2 separate regions of the Zea mays genome follow, and region 1 is linked to region 2. The links are chromatin contacts, called in public Hi-C maps. All regions are on one chromosome and are shown on one strand. Each heading gives the region's core, a stretch centred on a gene start, on an enhancer-like site or on the middle of the called end of the contact. The rest is flanking DNA. Distances are from core to core; before and after follow the strand shown. Region 1 holds the start of LOC100274616 (Pentatricopeptide repeat-containing protein). Region 2 holds the start of LOC100275588.

What was found. A called contact is a pair of places that touch in the nucleus more often than the background predicts.
Region 1: a contact with region 2 is called in a Hi-C map of tassel, with 2.1 times the contacts expected there. The contact joins the promoter of LOC100274616 here to the promoter of LOC100275588 in region 2. A contact is called at or near these places in 3 of 25 Hi-C or Micro-C datasets (ear, endosperm and tassel).

What each region holds. Positions count from the first base shown.
Region 1 is chr8:169,509,369-169,514,410 of Zm-B73-REFERENCE-NAM-5.0, reverse strand. It overlaps LOC100274616 (Pentatricopeptide repeat-containing protein), which reads left to right and starts at 1,602. Exons shown (of 2, transcript NM_001148960.1): 1 at 1,602-3,261; 2 at 3,980-4,400. The coding sequence starts at 1,651. The coding sequence ends at 3,117.
Region 2 is chr8:169,143,499-169,148,334 of Zm-B73-REFERENCE-NAM-5.0, reverse strand. It overlaps LOC100275588, which reads left to right and starts at 3,179. Exons shown (of 11, transcript NM_001149638.2): 1 at 3,179-3,650; 2 at 3,755-3,807; 3 at 3,893-3,959; 4 at 4,046-4,098. The coding sequence starts at 3,498. LOC103636371 (protein BLISTER) reads left to right here. Exons shown (of 14, transcript XM_035961908.1): 9 at 1-57; 10 at 144-325; 11 at 451-519; 12 at 740-895; 13 at 1,099-1,528; 14 at 1,646-1,883. The coding sequence ends at 1,176.

The DNA.
Region 1 (5,042 bases), core at 353-2,852, 370 kb before region 2:
TCGACCTATTTAATTTAGGTCAATGTACAACGTAGCTAAAGTATGGCAAGTAGGAGCAGTGTTCTTCTGGCCAACGTGTAAAATAATCCGTACTTGGCCATTTTACGTCATCTTGCTTGTGTAGCAAATGGTCGTCATCGTGGGCGGACGTGTACCTCATCAACTAGGGCGACAAGCTTCTAGAGAATTGTTCAAGAGGATGACTACGACACTATACGGTGGGCAATTAAATTGCCATGCATACTGCATGCTGATCTAGATAGACGAAACAACAGTCAGGACTCGAGAGGTGCCCGATACGGCACTGCATATATATTCTAGACTAGAATGCAGCAACTGCCACCAGGAAAAGTGAGGGAGACTACAAGTACACTACGCGTTTTGCCAGCAAAAAAATGATTCTTTTCACTCGCCTAGATTCACTTTCTAAGTTTTGATTTGCAGCCACTAGCCTACGTGATGTCACAACTCAGAACTCACAGCATGGTCTTTCCTCGATCTTACCGCACCCGTGATGATACGAGCGAATTGCTATATGATATTTTTTTACCTAAATAATCTTAGTATATGATAATTTTTATATATAATATTGAAATACGTGTATGAGCTATTGATCGAGAAAAAAACTTTTTCTTTTTTTAACAATATACTTTAATCTAGCTCATGAGACTGTCTCAAATAAAGTGTAGAAAATAGGGACATGGAACTGTAGATGACACTGTTTGTAGAAAGAAATTTAAAATAAGGGATGCTAGAGATAGCCTAAGTTATCATTGGATGCCCGACCTGCCTTCAACGTATGACTATGATTGATGCTCGTCTGAAGAAAAACATGTATTTCATACTTCGATAGGCTTAGTTTGGATACTCTAGGAATAGAGAGGATTAAGATGTATTGAGAGTAATTTTGATCTATTAGGGATTTAAATACTCTCCCATCTCCAATCCCCCTCAGTTTTATGGCTCATAAATCCCATAGAGTATCTGAATCCTATACTTGAAGATTTTTAGGTAAATGGTGCGTCACCTAGGACTCGAACTCCGGACAGGAGCGCTTCTGGCAAGTAGTTTTTGGGTCTGTTTGTTTCTGCTTTTTTCTGATTAGCTTTTCTAACAATTTGGCTGTGGAGAATTTGGTTGTGGAGAGAATCTGAGTACCATGAGGATTACATGCAAAGGAAAATGAAATGACTCATAGATTTAGTATCTAGTAAGTGATGAATTTCTTCTATCGCGACGACTCATCCGATTGTGTATTCATGTTGATTTTGAATGATTTTCAATAAATAATTCTTATATAAACGGGCTGAAAACCAAAATCAGGAAAAAAAAAGAAAAAACACAAACAGGCACTTTGCAACTGGGCCGTGAGCCCCTCGCCTTTGCCACTGCGTACGTTTGCCGTATACCTTCAGAAATTGTGCGTGCGTGATTGTGAATTGACATTAGGTGGTTTAGTGATTGAAAAAAAAAGGGTTCAGTTTTTTGAAGCGTGTTGGTTCTGACTCCCGAATCCTGGGCCCATGTAACCTGCTTGTTGGGCCAGCTTGGCCCGTCTCCTTCATCGTACTCCTGGAGCGCCTGGCCTGCAAGCCTGAGGCGTCTCTTTGGAATGGTCGATCCCAACCTTTCCCCCTTCACCGCCGGACGATGGCCGCCTCTCGCCGCCTCGCGCGGAAGCTGCCGTCTCTGATCTCCCGGTATGAGCGCCTCATCTCCCCGGAGACTGACGCGCCTGAACTCACCGAAGCCCCCACCACCTCCGCATCCATCCCGTTTGACCCCTCACTCCCTGTCCTTCCGCTCGCCGTCTCCCACCTCTCGCCGCCTAACCCGCTCCCGGTGCTCCCCTCCGCTCACGCTTCCTCCCCCGCCTCTCTCTTTCGTCTCCTCCGCCGAGCCCGCCACCACCCCCGACTCGTGGCGCTCGACCTCCACATCCTGCTGGCCGCCGCAGACGCGTCCTCCGCTTTCCGACCCGACCACAGCCTCACGTCCCTCGTCGCCGCCCGCCTCGCGGCTTCCCGCCGCCTCCCTTCGCTCCAGCGCCTCCTGGAGCTCGTCCTCACCCGCCCCTGCCCCTGTGCCGACGACTCCATCTTTGCATGCCCCGAGCTCCTCCCCACCTTCCGCAAGGCCATCGTCGCCTTCGCCGCCTCCGGCGACATCCCCTCCGCATCGCATGCCCTCGCCTCTCTCCGGCGCGTCGCTGACTCCCCACTACCCGCCGAGTTCTACAACATCATCCTCCAAGCTCTCTCCCGCCTCCGTCGCCACGACGATGCCATTCGCTTCTACGGCGAAATGACCTCCGTCTACCGCGTCGCTCCGGATGTCCACACCTTCAACATACTCATCAGTAGCTCATGCCGGGTGGAAGGCGTAGACGCCGCCATGCGGTGGTTTGGTGAGATGCAGCGCCGGAGCTGTGCACCGACGGTCGTTAGTTTCAACACACTTATGCGTGGGTTCATCAGAGAAGGCAGGTATAAGGAGGGAACAAAGGTGGCACGCGAGATGCTTGAGCTTGGGGTTGGGCTGTCCGTTGCGTCCATGGAGATTTTGATCGGTGGATTGTGCCGTGGTAGCAAGGCTCTAGAGGCGGCTGAGCTGTTTGTTGAGTTTTTGGGGGATGGGGTGGTGCCAGAAGGGTTTGATTGCTTTGAAGTCGTTGAGGCTCTTTGCCGTGGTGGGAAGGTGGACAGAGCAGTGGAAGCAGTAGACATGGTATTAGAGAGGAATACCAAATGCTGTATGAGTGCACCTGCTGGCGCCACAGTTTTGGAGTGCCTGATGGAGGCAGGGAAGCTGGATGAGGTTTACCGGTTGATGTGGAGAATGATTGATCAAGGGATTGTTCCGGATTCAATTTCTTGTAACTGCATCTTTGAGGCGCTTTGCGAAGCTGGGAGGACAGCTGATGCTAACCAGCTAAGGGTGTTCGCTAAGGAGAAGGGTTTTGAGGCTGACGGTGAAACTTATCGTATGCTGGTGCAAGGATTTGGGAGGCAGGGGAAAAGAAAGGAAGGGAAGGCTGTGTTGGATGAAATGCTTGATTTAGGATTTATACCAAATATTGCCTCTTATAATAGGCTTCTTGGTGGCTTGCATAAGTGAAGATCTTTGTGGCTACAAGAGCACTTCTCAGGGCATATGGGAGCACTGGACTGAGTATTTCGCTGGATGAGGCTGGATGGAGATGCCTGATGAGCCAGTGGTGTACATAACTGCAGAGATATAAGATGGAAAGTTTGAAATGAGGTATTCTTTTGATTATTTGCTTCTATTGCACATAACATTATTTTATTCCACTGATGTGCATTCTTTTTGTGGTGTTGGCTCCACATATCTGCACAAAATTTATCATTGAAATTCCAAGCTTCCAATGTGGCATTTTCCATTTGTTCTTTAAACTAATTTATGAAAAAAGTTTAATTGACACGAATGAATTTTGAAGGCCTATCTGTTTGGAAGCAAGGTCTAGTTATCAGATTTTTGTGTTGCATTTTCGGACATATTGACAAACCATTCATCATAAGGTGTGTATGATAGAAAATGTCTTATTCCATCAGTGATCTGTGTATGTTTTCAGGAGGGTGCTAATCAACTTTGCTTACGTTCCAATTTTTATTGGCCTAACTAGATAGCAACTAAGGTAGGACACTAGAGCCTGAATGACATCGGTTAACCGAACTATGTACCTCTGGCATCTTCTAGTTCTTATGCCTGGTGCCCACTACCCAAATACATGACTGTTGATCTTCATAAACTAGGGATTTATGATATTTTCAATGCATTAGATCAAGTAAAGTAAGTGTCTTTCTATTGCTTAGGAACTTAGGATACTATACTGTCTTTCTATCGCTTTTCTTATGTGCAGCCTCTGAACATATTAAGTCCACCTAATGTGAGAGTTGGAGTCTTATTATACTGTTATGATATTTGGACAGTAGATATGACGCTAATATGATTGCACCAGGATTGCAGAAAGAGGAACTCAACTGCTACGGTGGGAGTGGGACTGCTTCCAATGTAGTCTTGCAGCCGTCACTGCGAAATGATCTAGGATGGGGGTGTTTGTGAAGTATTTGAGAAATGTTCTACACGAAAATGATTTATTGGCCTGCAGACTGCAGTGGACATTGGAAGAGAGGCTTCCCAATTTTGTTTGGATTGAAAGATTTCTTGGATTGATCGGTCTAAGGTTGGTGCTTTTTGCCTATTTTAAAGCTGGGAATTTAAAGTGATGAATGTTTCATGAAAATTCTGTCATATACATTTTATTAGCAACCATCTGCCCACAGATCTTTTTTCCTTGTCTCGGCTCTACAATGGCCATCTTTACCTTCAGATGAATTTCATCAGGGTATCATGTCAACTTAGATTGACGTTCATGTGCTTTTTTTTGTCTGTGTCTTATAAGGCATATCCAATGGTTTCTCTAGCGATGTGGCACCCTTGATGTTGTCATCGTATTTGTCATCAACCAATGTTTGGAAGTAACTACCATCGAACGAAAATCTCTTTCTAGGCTGAATAGATGTGAATGACTGAATGTTACACCATTTTCCTTGTTTTACATATTTGCTGTTATATTATGTCATGCTGAGCCCATTTAGTTTGATGACAGAGGAGGCAGCGGCATCACGGGATAATTGGATTGGTAGAAGTGCCGTCGTACTTCGCAGAAGTGCCGTTTGTGCGTGGCCTTGACAGCGGAGGCAGGGATTGGTATCCGCTGCCCTTCCGGGCGTCGTGACTATTTGGTTGGACGAACAAATAGAGATGAAAGGGGGCAGCCACGTTACGTTTTCTATGATGTTTAGATGAGAGTCACATAGTAGATCAATTTTTTATGGTGACATGGTCCCAAAAAAATCGAGAATACGGTGCCACCTTCGTCTCTTCCTAATTTGATCTTAAACCAAAGACATCATAATTATGCCGGTAGCTGGGCTCGGCATGGACCGTGGACAGTCTGTGAGGTTTCTACGACGGGACTTAAAGTCACCTGATGTCGGTTCTTGCCAGAGACAGAGGTG
Region 2 (4,836 bases), core at 1,930-4,429:
CTGTAGAGAAACCTTGGGTTGATAAAAGAGACGCATCAACTGCGACAGAAGATTTAGGTGTGAATGCTAAGATATCTTTATTTGTTTATCTATATCTACACAACTATATTTTTCTAGCTGACCTCAAATGCATTTTTATTTAGATATTGGGGAAAACAGCTCTTCAGAAACGCTAACCAGCACTGTTGACACATTGGAAGATGCTGGAATATCTGTTTTGCGTTCCAACATTATGTCTGATTTTTCTTCCTTAGAAGAGGTCTCATCTAGCATTCCAGATGATCAGCTTAGAATGATTGACAACATCAATTCTTTGATGTCAGAGGTAATCTCTTTTTATTTTCATAAATGTGGAATTATTCTTATACCAACCAGAATTTCTCAACTAACCTACTTGATTTTTGGTGTAAAAGCAGTTGCCCTTATGTTAATGCTTTTTCGTATTTGCAGTTAGTAGTGGAGAGAGAAGCGCTGCTGCGAGCACTGAGAATTGAGTCATCCAACTGCTCCAAGCTGAAGGTATTGACTATCTCTTACTCTCATGCAGCATCGAGTAATGTAGGTGAGATGCTTATTTCATGACATAGTGAAGCCCTGGGTTCTGTTTTATGGAGCTTCTATCTATTGGAAAACTTGTTTGCTGGTCAACATGTGAACTCGTGAAGCAAGCCTTGTGTTACTTCTGTAAGCCTTGTGTAATTGTGTTACCTACTTATTCTATTCACTTTATATCCCCAAGGAGTTGAATAAGGACCTAACACAAAAGCTGGAGATTCAGACACAGAGGCTTGAACTATTGACTTCTCAAAGGATGGCTAACGAGAATGCCCTGGCAAAACCAATTGACACACGCTCCATCAATGATGCAACAATGTATGCAGATGAAGGAGATGAGGTAAGTATCCCTCATCAAGTATATAGTGGAAATTTGATAGTTGATCCTACCACATAATTGTTGATGGAAATTCACATTGGTTCCAGTGTTTTAGCTTGAATAAGAGTTAGAGCTAAAGGAATCCAAACTTTACATATGCACGTTAAAGTTCACATCACCCTGAAAACGTTATCTGTAGACGTTTGACATGGAATATGGCTCAGGTTGTTGAACGGGTGCTTGGCTGGATAATGAAGCTCTTCCCAGGAGGGCCAAAGCGGCGAACCAGCAAACTTCTGTAATGAAAATAGAGCTCCTAGTATACCAGATGTTTCTTTCATTTAAGGCTTGTTTAGGTGAAAGGGGTTGTTCTAGGAGCACCACCAAGTGTTTAGTTCAAATTTGAACTAAATGTTGAGGAATTTGTTCCAAATCCCCAGCATCCGAACATGCCTTTATATATATATATATATATTTCTTTGCCCGGTTTTGCTGATAGCATGGTGAGAAGCTGTATATTGGAGCCATTCAATGTAACCATTATTTATTTTTGACAGAAGATAATGTAATTCCCTGGAGTATGGTGCGGGCGGCAGCCTGTTTTGGCAAGGAAAAGAATAGTCGCAAAGAATAGACCCTTTTGTATCCATTGAAGTATGGAACAATTTCTTTCATTATACGAGTCGAATACGCAGCCTGCAATTGTTTTTACCATTCATTTGGTTTGTGTTCCCGTTAAGCTTCAGCTCACATCTCGACGCTGGTTGACAGGCAGTACGGATTGAAACAAAGCAGACAAAGAGACTGCAACTGTTACATACCTAAAAAATTTCTACGGAATTGCTCAAGGCGAGGCGGTTTTGTGAAATTACAAAATTCGTTTGAATCTATCACTCTGTAAAGTTAGTGCTCAGTAGGAAAAACCGAAGGAACTTCTCTAATTTGGTTTTCCGATAACCAAAAGAGTATAGCCACCGCACAACCAAAGTCAGACATGTTTTTCTTTTTATCTGACTGGTTGACTGGTGAGTTTTTTTTCCCCGAATGTCTAGTTATAGCGCGCCTTTCAACTGTTCGCTTGGTTTAATTCGTATTGGTTTCTACTATTTATACAATATTTTGTTTTTATAAATTACAGCTGCAGTAGTTCAAAACGACTGACTTTAATCTGAAACAAATAACCTAACGTCTTATATTACACGGCAGCCACACGAATATTACTTGCTAGGAGCATCTTATATTATATCACAATTCACAACTACACCCATTAAACGAATACATTAAAAAATTTCTATATGGCACGTAGTAATATTATACTCCCTCTATTCTCAAATATTTATCGTCCGCTATCGTTCGCTAGTTTATTTTTAAACTAAACAACGACAAATAAAAATGAACTGGAGGGAGTACATTAATAACTATCACTATCATATACCAAACACTTTTTATACAATATATAAAATAAAGGGAGAGTTGTATAGTTGCCCCTAATCGAAGGATGTGATTTTGTTTTTACCATATTTTTTTAAAGTTTGCACGTAGAAATACAATGTTTTTACCATTAATAACGACCACTATCGTATCCTTTTTTAAAACGAATAGACAATTTGTATCCATTCCTATTCCGTTATAGCACTTAACGATGTTAAGCCATCTTGTAAAAAGACGTTCATATAACCATTGTCACTCCTTGTATCAACTATTTATAAATTTGGCTCGACTTTAATATGAAAGTTTAGAATCTAATTTTGACCATAATTTTTGAAAAAATGCCTCAGCTTTGATTTTTTAAAACTAGAATTAATGATTTTTTAAATCAATAAATCGTGACACAAACCAAGAACCCGCGAACTTTTAATTTATTTTAAAAAATATATATGGTTAGATTATGTTGAAAATGTATTTTTATCAAATTATGCGGGTTGAGTTATTTTCATCAATTTCGAAATATTTTAAATTCAAAATTGAAATAATGATTTTCAAAAAATATGATAAGATTTATGTTACAATTATATCCCAAACCTTCATACCAAATTTAGGATAAATTTGCAAGCAATTGATAAAAAGAGATGCAATTGTGTAAAGATATTAACACCTTTTTGTGTGCCGAGTTAGCAATTGATAAAAGTGGTAATAGCGGAATAGTGTAAATTGTCTGTTCGTTTTAAAAAGAAAGAGTATACATACAAACTTTGAAAAAACAGAATTACATATCTAAATAGGGATAACCATGTAATTCTGCCCTAAAGTAAAAATACTTACAGCTCACACGTCCACAGGCCCGCGTGCCCCCGCCCCCGCCCCCGCTCGACGCGCCCCCGCTCGCCTCCGCGCGACGCGCCACCGCCTGCCCCGCTCGACGCGCCACCGCTCGCCTCCGCGCGACGCGCCACCGCTCGCCTCCGCGCGACGCGCCACCGCCTGCCCCGCTCGACGCGCCACCGCTCGCCTCCGCGCGACGCGCCACCGCCTGCCCCGCTCGACGCGCCACCGCTCGCCTCCGCGCGACGCGCCACCGCTCGTCTCCGCGCGACGCGCCACCGCTCGCCTCCGCGCGACGCGCCACCGCCTGCCCCGCCCCCACCTGCCCCGCGCCGTCGTGGAGAGAAGCGCCGTCGTGGTGATGACGGGCGACGGAGAGGGAGTCGAGAGCTCTGCCGCCGGCGAACGGCAGGGCGTGCCCTTCGCTCTAGGCGGCCCGCTGTTCGTCCCCTTCATGGTGGGCCCCATCACCACCATACCAGAGTTCATGTCCTCAGCCCTCCACGAGCTCCAGGTGCCAACTCTAGCCTGCTTGTAACTATTCTAAAACCCTAACCAACCTTTTATTCCCCGAAGAGCTTTGGGTATGACTCCCCTCCTTGTTTCGTTTGCATTCAGGCCTTGGAAGACGAATTAGGAGACACCAGAGACGAATTCAGCAATGAGCTTTGGTAATAATTCCATGATTCGTTCTGTCGTGTCGAAGTAACAATCCTTTCCTCTGTGCCTATTAATGCGTGGATGCGTTTTTCGCAGTGTCGATGAGCTCAAGGTGCTCTCTGAGGAGGAGCTGGTGGAGCGCGCCCTGCAGGAGGCTATGGAGGTGTCCTCTACTGATAAGCATCTCAATTTAATCACTTTGTTTTGGATTGCATTTTCGTTTGAAGCTTTGATGATTTTTGTGTCTAGGACTCGGATTCTGGCACTCAACCACAACCAGAGGATCAAACACTTGATGGAGGGTAAGTGGCTGCTTTGACCATTGCTTGGTTGGTCCACTTTGTGGTTCTCTGGTTATCTTGTTATTGTCGTTTAGGCAAATCATATTAGATGCAACATTGGCAGATGACCTTCCTTATTGATTGTGTGGTAGCTTGTCTTAGGCCCTGTTTGGATCCACTAGCAGCTAATAATTCACAGCTAATATTAGCTGTGTACCTATTAGCTGGGTGTTGTGCTTGTGCATTGGTGGTTTTGTGTATAATTATTAAGTTGAATGCACCAACCAATTCAACCTAAAAGCTTAAGCTGATAGGAGGAGTTGAACAATTGACTTATATTATATCCCAACACTCCCCCTCGCGTCGAGCCTCTCTTGGATCTTAGACGTGTAATAGGAGCGAACAACAATTATTTTATTTTAATTGCGCTAACCAGAATTCGAACTCATGATCTCTGGCTTTGATACCATATTAAGTTGCATGCACCAACCGATTCAACCTAAAAGCTTAAGCTAATAGGAGGAGATGGTCAATTCACTTATATTATATTCCAACAATAATGTCATACCTTTTTCTATTTGCTATTGGTAGGGCACATGCATAGAAGTAGGTAGGAGAACAGAAGTGCCTTTTTGCAATATATTAGCTACTATTAGCTAAGTTGGTAGCTATGAGATAGTTTGTAGATAGGTGCCCAGCTAACAATTAGTTGACTTATTAGTTAGGTTCTTCTGGATCCACCCCAGCAAGTTTCTAGCA